2 separate regions of the Xenopus laevis genome follow, and region 1 is linked to region 2. Evidence: chromatin contacts called from public Hi-C data. All regions are on one chromosome and are shown on one strand. The core of a region is the stretch at or near the end of the contact, and the rest is flanking DNA. Distances in the headings are between cores, read along the strand shown.

Evidence for each region. Hi-C and Micro-C count contacts between places; a contact is called where the count stands out from the background.
Region 1: a Hi-C map of the XL177 cell line shows a contact between it and region 2, with 4 times the contacts expected there. A contact is called at or near these places in 2 of 4 Hi-C or Micro-C datasets (the XL177 cell line and the XTC cell line).

What each region holds. Positions count from the first base shown.
Region 1 is chr1L:159,861,657-159,866,242 of Xenopus_laevis_v10.1, forward strand. All of the region lies in intron 5 of LOC108715698, which reads left to right. Among protein-coding and RNA genes, the nearest start is that of LOC108715698, 57 kb to the left of the region's middle.
Region 2 is chr1L:159,746,675-159,751,310 of Xenopus_laevis_v10.1, forward strand. LOC108715673 (small G protein signaling modulator 1) reads left to right here. Exons shown (of 25, transcript XM_018261064.2): 18 at 3,109-3,180; 19 at 3,737-4,333. Among protein-coding and RNA genes, the nearest start is that of tmem211.L, 33 kb to the right of the region's middle.

The DNA.
Region 1 (4,586 bases), core at 820-3,319, 110 kb after region 2:
AGGTAAACCATGCCCTAATAAGAAAATAAAACTATGTATTTACCATTCTAATATAGACTCTTAACATCAAAAGTCATATATGGGGAGCAAAGAGCTCACAATCTGAAGCTACATAATCTGTTTATTGCTGACAAAGCAGAAAAAGCTTATTTTGTGCTAGGGTACCTTTTTTAAGGAAATGTCATTGGTTAAATATGTGCCTAATCCAAAACATACATTTCTGCTTAATGTTTTTATTGTTGCCAAAGGTGCTTATGTCAAAAGTGCAGTAAACATTTCTATTAACTTAATTGCCATAATAAAGCTTGAGCTAAACAAGTATAACTAGAAGATGCTAGTAAACATAGCATTGGAAGGCCTATGTTAATTGGCTTAAAATAATGGGTTATTTAGTGGTCTGTATAATTATATAGTGAATAAAGTACCCTTGTACTCTTGTAAATAATAAGGATATTATAAGTTACCGAGAAGTTTCATGATCATATAAAAGCACGAAGCTGAGTGTTTTTATACAGGTCATGGAACTCCGAGGTAACTTCTAATATCTTCATATTTTGCAATAGGGGGTACTTTATAATACACAAGTTTCAGTGAGTTATGTGACAAATGATATCACTACTCACCGTTTATAACTGGTGACATCACTACTCATCGTTTATAATGATATCATTTACAAGATATTCATGGCTTTTGCGAATTGTATATTAATATACATTCATATAAATCAAATTGCTACGGACACACATTTTGCTGCCTTTTCGGCATGGTCCGCGCCGAGGTTCTTTAAAAAAAAAAAAATGGCCGATGCGTAAAAACGCTTGCGGTTTCAACCTTCGGCAATGACATGCTACGCTAGCGGATTTTACTCTGCGGTCAGCTAGCAGTGTGAAGCTTGCTGAAAACGCTGCACGTATCCACGTGTGTTCGTAGCCTAAGGAATTAAATAAGCTCATTTGGAGATTCTTACATTATACATGTGTATGGGTTTAATTGATGATGACTTTTAGTTATCTTTATTAAAAAAAAAAAAAAAAAAAATCAGTTTGTTATAGTTGTTGCTAGACCTTTGCTATAGAAGCATGTAAATAAGGTGAGAAGCAAGAACATGGCTCCGTTTCACACATACACCATCTGGTTATGCCACAATCAGATAGTACAGAGTGTGTTCTTTGATATTCAGCACATACATATACATAATATCTACAGTACAGGTATGGGATCCGTTATCTAGAAACCAGTTATCTAGAAAGCTCTAAATCTTGGGAAGGCCATCTCCGATAGACTCCATTTCATCCAAATCATTACATTTAAAAAAAAAAATCCTTTTTATCTTTAATAATAAACAGTACCTTTTACTTGATCTAAGTTGACCTGACTAAACCATATTGGAGGCAAAAAAAATCCTACTGCATTTATTTAACGTTTAAATGATTTTCTAGTAGACTTAAGGTATGAAGATCCAAATTACGGAACGATCTGTTATCCAGAAAATCCCAGGCATTCTGGATAACCTGTCCCATGCCTGTATTGCTTATTTCCCTAAGTAGGGAATATTTTATGACCACAGTAGTCTGAATATTCTTTCATCACAGTCTATACAATAGTTTACACTTGTCTAAACAAACTGTATATTGACGCAGTATTTATGTTAGGTTATTTTACATGGTGGCTACATTGTCCTAAGCAAAGTGATAGGAATGTTCTGGTGATTTGTTCCCTGTTATACAGTGGTTAATATGTAAATATTCTATTTATGTATGTCTTGTATTTATGTAAGTGTTAACATGAAAAAAAAGGATAAATACATCTAATAGCACACCAGCATTTTGCTGCTGTTCCCCGTTCCATCAGTGTTGAGGTTCACTCTGTATGTAGATCCACAAGCTAGTAAAAAGAACATGGGGCAACATAGATAGGGAATGGAAAGTGCAAGCCATAGAGACATGTTTATTTAGAAAAAGTGAAAAAGCTGAATTTACATATCTAATTCCACATCCCCATCTGAGGTGCCATAAGGCTGAATGCTTAGGACGTTTCAGTTTCTTGGTGTTGCACATTGAGATCCCTATTTGGGTGTGAATGTAGAACAGGATGGTGCTGAATCAGCTGCTCTTATCCATTTACATTTGTATGTGAAACAGCAGACACTATAATATAGATGCTAATGCCTTTACCCTGGGGCGCCTGTTTATTATTCTAGGTACTGATCTAAACTGCTTTTTGGCTGCTAGACTGTAAGCATGCTGGCAGTACAAGAGAAAGAGACACCATGAAATCAATATGTTTACAGTGTTTTTTTCTATCCAAATGATAGGAGCATTACTCCAGAAGTATAAATAGTAATACCCCGCAATGTCCCACTCAGTTGATATAAATATGAATACATCCACCTCCCAGAGCTGTTTCAGTGCACCTCGGCTAATGTGTACGCAGTCAGTAAAAGTTCCACTTGCAAGTTTTTACCCAGCCTGTTGTCTCGTATGACTGGCTAATCCCCTACGTGTAACCTTGCTGATGAAAGAGGAAGCTTCCCTCGTTGTGATGAGGAACATGTAAATTATTGATGTCCGTCTGAGTACTTAGTGCGGTGGGGCTAATAACGACAAGGCACCCAGGATGAGCAACTGCAACTAGTATCTGCAACATGGACTATTACTACCTGTCACACTGCTTTAAATTTTTTGGGACAGTCTGGGTGAGTTACTGCTTTGCAAATACTTTAGAAACATTAGCTCTAATGGCTTCTTTGACTTGTGCTAGAACATTACACTTTTTCTTATATTTTCCTTTAAATTGGTTCATAGAATGCTTGATGTTTGATAGTAGAAGAACTACAGTATAATGAGTGACACGGGGGGGGGCTCTCAGTTGCTGCTATTTTACAAGTGTCTTTTTTTGGATCATTCTTTAAAATTACAAAGAATAAAGGAAAGGTATTTATTTGGAGAGCCGCCAGGATAAATCTATAGCCGGTATTTCCACTGGCTTCAACTGCAGGCAGCTAGAAACAACTGGAGGACCCCAGGTTTCCTATAGCTGATGTGTAATATGGCATGTTGTTAGTGCTACATACAATGACATCGCTTATCCAGGATCTGTCAGTACAGGAAACAGGACGGTGCCTTATTTATCTTTTTCACCAAACCCGTCTGCCTCTGGATAGGAGCTCTCTAAAATTAAATGTATCTCCTTTCCACCCCTTGCACCCCTGTCTCCATCACAGAGTTCCACAGCAACTTTCTTAATGTTGGGGCTCATTTATCAACAATAGGCAAATATGCACCTGGCCAGTAACCCATGGGAAACGGTGACATTTCTGTTTTAATTATTCTTCTTGCAGTTTCATACCTCCCAACTGTCCCTTTTTCGGAGGGACAGTCCCTCTTTTGTCAGCTCAACCTGCCGTCCCTCATTTGTACAGGAAAGTCCCTATTTTCTCTGCATTGAACAGTCAGAAAAAGAAACAAAGTTTCTTACTTAATTGGCTTTTAGCAGAGAACACAGAACAGCCAACAGGTGCAAATAAGATACTTTGTAACAATTTTGAGACACAAAAAAAAACTTTAGCTAAGGAGAAATATTTTCAAACTTTCATAACCTGCCAAATTTTGTAAAATGAACATGGTAATTAGGGGGTGTGGCCGCATAAAGGGGTGTGGCCCAAAAAATTTGCTGCACTACATGCAAAAAATAATGTTGTCCCTCTTTTTACTTCCAAAATGTTGGGAGGTATGAAGTTTGCTTAAAAAAAAGTTTATTTGCCCAGTGTTGATAAATGACCCTTACATGTCTTGGTCGGTAGTGACATCATGCATTTGGTGTCCAAAACAAATTTCACTGATAAAAGGGATTTCTATTTGGGAAAGAAAGAACAGAAAGCCTTTCATCTTGTTTTGTACAAAGGTATATAAAAGTAAATCACATACAGGAGGACCAGCATATACTCAAGGACCAGCATATACACAAGCTCATTCTCAAAGAAAGACAGCTTCATTTATCTGGGGGGATAAAAAAAGCTATATCATGTTAACCAGCTGTTGGCCAACGAAGTGTATGCTGGCCGTGGCTCTGCGACTGTTGTTGAACTACATCAGCCATCAGCAGCTTTCTCACTGCATTCCAACTAGTTGCAGCACAGCAGAGTAAACAAGACAGTTCCACCTTGCATAAAGGCAATAATTAATTGAAACCAGTTCCTCTAATGGTGCAGAGTTTAAAGGGCCAGTTAACTTTGCAAGCATGCTTTAATCAAACCAATTGTAATTGCTTGACTTTTTTCCTTTGTGCTGTTAGATTAATTCTTGCCCTTTGAAGAAAGCTAAACTAAGTGCATCTGTAGCAAAATGTCTGTCTGCCATTACCAGCTCCTTTGTGTAAGTTTCTGGTCTCCCCTGTTCTCGCAGGCATTTGCTTTTATGTATCAAAATTTCTTGTATCCAAAGATAGCTGTCCCAAAGGCTTACTTTTCCATAAAAAGTTTCTTTATTTAAATTATCATTAAAAATTCAGTTACATACAGTCCCCCCAGGCCCACCTTATGCGTTTCGCACCCTCCGTGATACACCCTCATAGGTGTATCTGAGATA
Region 2 (4,636 bases), core at 912-3,411:
AATAAAAATGGGAAGTCTTTAAAATGCTGCTTAATAAATAAACATGTCAGTATATTCCCCTGCAAGGAACGTTGTTGCAAAGCAAAACCTTTGTTCTTTGACAGAATTGTTGTTATTGAGGTAAGTAACAAAAGACGTGCTTTTAGGATGTGAGCAGGAACATTGACTATGTAATGGCACTGGATGTAATGTACATGGACTTTACTAAAGAGTTTGATACAGTACCACCCAGAATGTTAATGTTTAAACTAAGGAATATTGGCCTGGAACATAGTACAGGTATGGAACCTGTTATCCAGAATGCTCAGGACCTGGGGTGTTCCGGATAATGGATCTTTCATTCATACCTTAAGTCTACTAGAAAATTTAAACATTAAATATTAACTTTTCATCATTAAATACACACAATAGGCTGGTTCTTCTTCCAATAAGGATTAATTATATCTTAGTTTGGATCACGTACAAGCTACTGTTTTATTATTATAGAGAAAAAGGGAATCCTTTTTAAAAATGTGGACTATTTGATTATAATGGAGTCTATGGGAGATGTTCATTCCTTAATTCGGAAATTTTCTGGATAACGGGTTTCCGGATAACGGATCCCATACCTGTATTTGTAATTGGATAGAAAACGGGCTCAAAGATAGATACGTAAAAGAGTGGTGGTAAATGGAACATATTCCAAAATTAAAAATGAGGTATTCTCTAATACTCTGAATACCTTCATCATGCTCTAACTTTGAGTCTGACCTTTGGCATTTCTGTTTTAGACCTGGCTCTCTCCTTTTCCATGTAACGTGTGCTACATGAATAAGTTGATGTTTTTATGTGAATGAATGAAGCCACCAGCTGCAGTTATAAACAACTGAATTTTAGTTAAAAAAGTAAACATCTTTTTAGCGGATAAATTAGATTTCCCTTGGCTGCTGACCCCACAGGTGTGCATCTTAGGAGTTATGGATGACATCATATATACTAATCATGCCAGAGTTAGATACCGTACACTGTTGTACTATGCTAAGAAAGTAATTGCTATGGCATGGATGGGTCCCCAACCGCCCACAGTGCAAAACTGGATAACGTTGGTGAATCAGAATCTGCCTCTCATTAAACTCACCTTACTAGCCAGAGGCTCACTGAAGAGATTTGAGAAAATATGGAGTCCGTGGTGGGAAGCGGGGCTTGGTGGTCTGGGCTCCCGAACGTGAAAAGTAACGTTTGTTTCTACTGTCAAAGGCATGAATCCTTAATTCTATCTAGAACCTGATGCTACTGCCCAATCTGTTGATGACAGGAGTATAGGAGGCAATGTTCACATCTTAGGGTAAGGCCACACTAAGCGATAGCGCGGCGATTTGACTCGCGGCGACTTTTCGCCGCGACTTTTAATCCGCAATCGCTGGCGAAACTTTGGCGCTGGCGTCTATGGGGAATCGCTGCGTAAAAACACACGCGGCGATCTTTTTTCTATTGTCGCTCGAAATCGCCTCGCTAGGCGATTTCGAGCGACAATAGAAAAAAGATCGCCGCGTGTGTTTTTACACTGGCGATTTTGCGCGATTCCCCATAGACGCCAGCGCCAAAGTTTCGCCAGCGATTGCGGATTAAAAGTCGCGGCGAAAAGTCGCCGCGAGTCAAATCGCCGCGCTATCGCTTAGTGTGGCCTTACCCTTAATGTACGGCTGTTTGAACTATGTTTTAAACCTTGAGTGTATCAATCACATTACTACACGAATTTGTATGTACAAATTTTATTCCAAGCTCTGTAATGGTAACTCAACTACATTTACGGCATATACTTTGTTTTATGTTTAATGTGTTGTAAAGCAATAAAATTTTGCCTTTAAAAAAAAAAAAAAAGTAAACATCTTTATAAAGCAATTAATTTTTTACACTGAACTATTCAACAGTGCCCATAAATTCACTATTCACTAAAGATATCAGAAAAATGCAGGATGCAGTGGCGAAACTAGAAATTACTGGGCTCCAAAGCAGATTATTTTTCAGGCCTCCAAAATATCTAGAGATTGACCTATTTTAATAATATTTATTGAAATTGGCCTCATGGGGCCCCTATACTTCCTGGGCCCCCCAGTCAGCCGCAGGGTCTGCTTCCTCTGTAAATAAGCCACAGGCAGGATGTGACACAATTAGTTGTGTGCTATAAAGATTTTGAGTTGTGCAGTACCTCAACTACCCCTTAGATGTCATGAGTGTCATGTTCACACAATAAGACAGGTATTTAATAGACATCATTAGTCTTCTCCCTCCCATCAGAAGACTGCTATACACCCCTTTGCACCTGTAAAAACAAGTTTTATAAAGCTCCGTAATGGTTGCTTACAAAAGTAGCTTTATGTAAAATAACTGTGTTGTAAAATACACAATAAACCTGTGTTGTTTTCCCCACAGTTGCTTTTGCTTTTTTTTTTATTTTTAATGTGCCCAATTCAGTTCAGTGGAACATAGGTTTAGAGTGTTAAAATAAATATTGATGTTATTTGTTTGGGTTTTGGTATTTTTGGCATGTTTATAAATAAACAATTTACAATTATCAAATATTTATATACATTTTTCTCATAAATTGGCCGTATGTATGTATAAAGTAATGCCGGAAGTCCCAGCAAGTTATTGGCAAATATTTTAAAAAATGTGGGTTGAGGATTTCATGTTGTCCTTTCCTTAAGTTCTGCTTGTACTGGATGGGCTAGTGACCCTTTTTAGCCACAAATATATAGTAAATAAAGTACCCCCTCTTGTAAAATATAAGGATATTATAAGTTACCGAGGAGTTCCATGACCATATAAAAACACGAGCCAAAAAGAATTACCAGCAGCACACTGTGTGAGTTGTAGTTGTGCAAAAAGGTTTATTTAGCCAAAAAACCCTTTATCAAGCCTAATGTTACTACATCCTTGACTGAAGGATGTGTGGATTCAAACCCACCCTTTCCTTGTAGTGACATCACAAACAAATATACATACTCATATTATTATGTATATATGTTTGTGAGGTTTATGGTCCAGTGGCAGGCGTGGGCCCTCCAGTACAGCAATATAGTTTTATAGTTTGATTTGTGTACTCATTGATTGTTTTTGTTTACACAGTCCTCTCAAAGCTGCAGCTCCGATAGACAAAATCATGCCCGCTTGCAGAGTGATTCCAGCTCTAGTACACAGGTATCGTCAACTTTTTCCCCCTATGGAGTCTGAAGTAAAAGACTTTTGCTTATCTAAGCCCAAATCTTGTATAGCTACAATATTTTGAATGCTTTTTTAAATCGCATCTAGGCTTTCTTTTTGAAAAAGATTAAAATTGATGAAAATTAAAACTAGCTGCATTATTTGTGCAGAAGGATTGTAGTTAACAGGTGTTTATATGATCATACCCCATATGTAATAAAAGGAGCACATTTATCTTGGTTCAGTAACTTATAACAACCAATGAGATGTTTGCTTTTAACCTGATGACCAGTAGATACTACCTGCTGATTGGTTGCTATAGGTGACTAGACCTGTGATGTCCTACATCATTTAGTGAGACTTTAAGTTCTGATATGGGCCAATAAGGAGACATTGGATGCTGCATAATGATAACATGACCCTGTACATTTTACAGTTGTAGATGTTGTTTACTTTTGGTGGTTTTCATTGTTCATTTAATAAGCTGAATTTGTTTTTGTAGTGTGTTTTACACAATGAAATATCAGTACAGATATGTGTAATTCTGTCACAGGTGTTTGAGTCAGTAGAAGAAGCAGAACAAATAGAAGCCAGAAGTGAGGACAGCAAACCTACTAAGATATCTAACGGAACTGTTGCTAATGGAACCTGCTCTCCGGATTCAGGTCATCCTTCTTCACGAAATTTCTCCATTACCTCTGGGTATTCTGAACATAGTTTTAGCACAGATGACAATGCTTCTCTAGAGACCAACAAAAACTCCCTGCACTTGCACATGAAACAGGGGATTGCTGAGGTAAAAAAACAAACCACCTCAGATATTATCCTTCCAGATAACAAGACAGCAGAAGTGCTTCCCATTCAGGACAGCTTGGATGGAGAGGTGACCACTAATGAGAGCCTGGATGATTTTCTTTCCATTACTGAGAGCACAGACGATCTCCTGCCAGACAAGGAGACAGCTATGCTCTCTGTTGTAGAAGCGTGGCCAGACAGTGAAGCAGATAAAGAGAGCCTAGTAGGAAGTGAAGATAACTTGTCTGAAGAACCAGAGATGGAGAGTTTATATCCACAGCTTGACTCACTGGTGGTCATTGATGCTACGGTGTGTGAGATGTCTCCTGTTTCTTCAACAGGAGTGACGTATTCAGTAAGTATTTAACAGAAACTGGAAAAGTTTTAGTAACATATTGAGAGCCTTCTGCCAACTGTTTATTTTTGTCACCAGTATGCACCATATCTAGGGACTTTTTAGGTTGCAATCCTGCTTAATATTACAGAATGTGAATCAATTACCTGAAAGAGACATCTTTAGGGGATGTCTGTCTATGCTCCCCTTGATCATAGAGATCTCGATGATAAAGTAATTATTTGAATCTTAATTAATTTGTGAGTGCCAGTTGGGCTTTAAAACTACACGGCACTTTGTTAATGTCACTTGTGTTCATTTTAG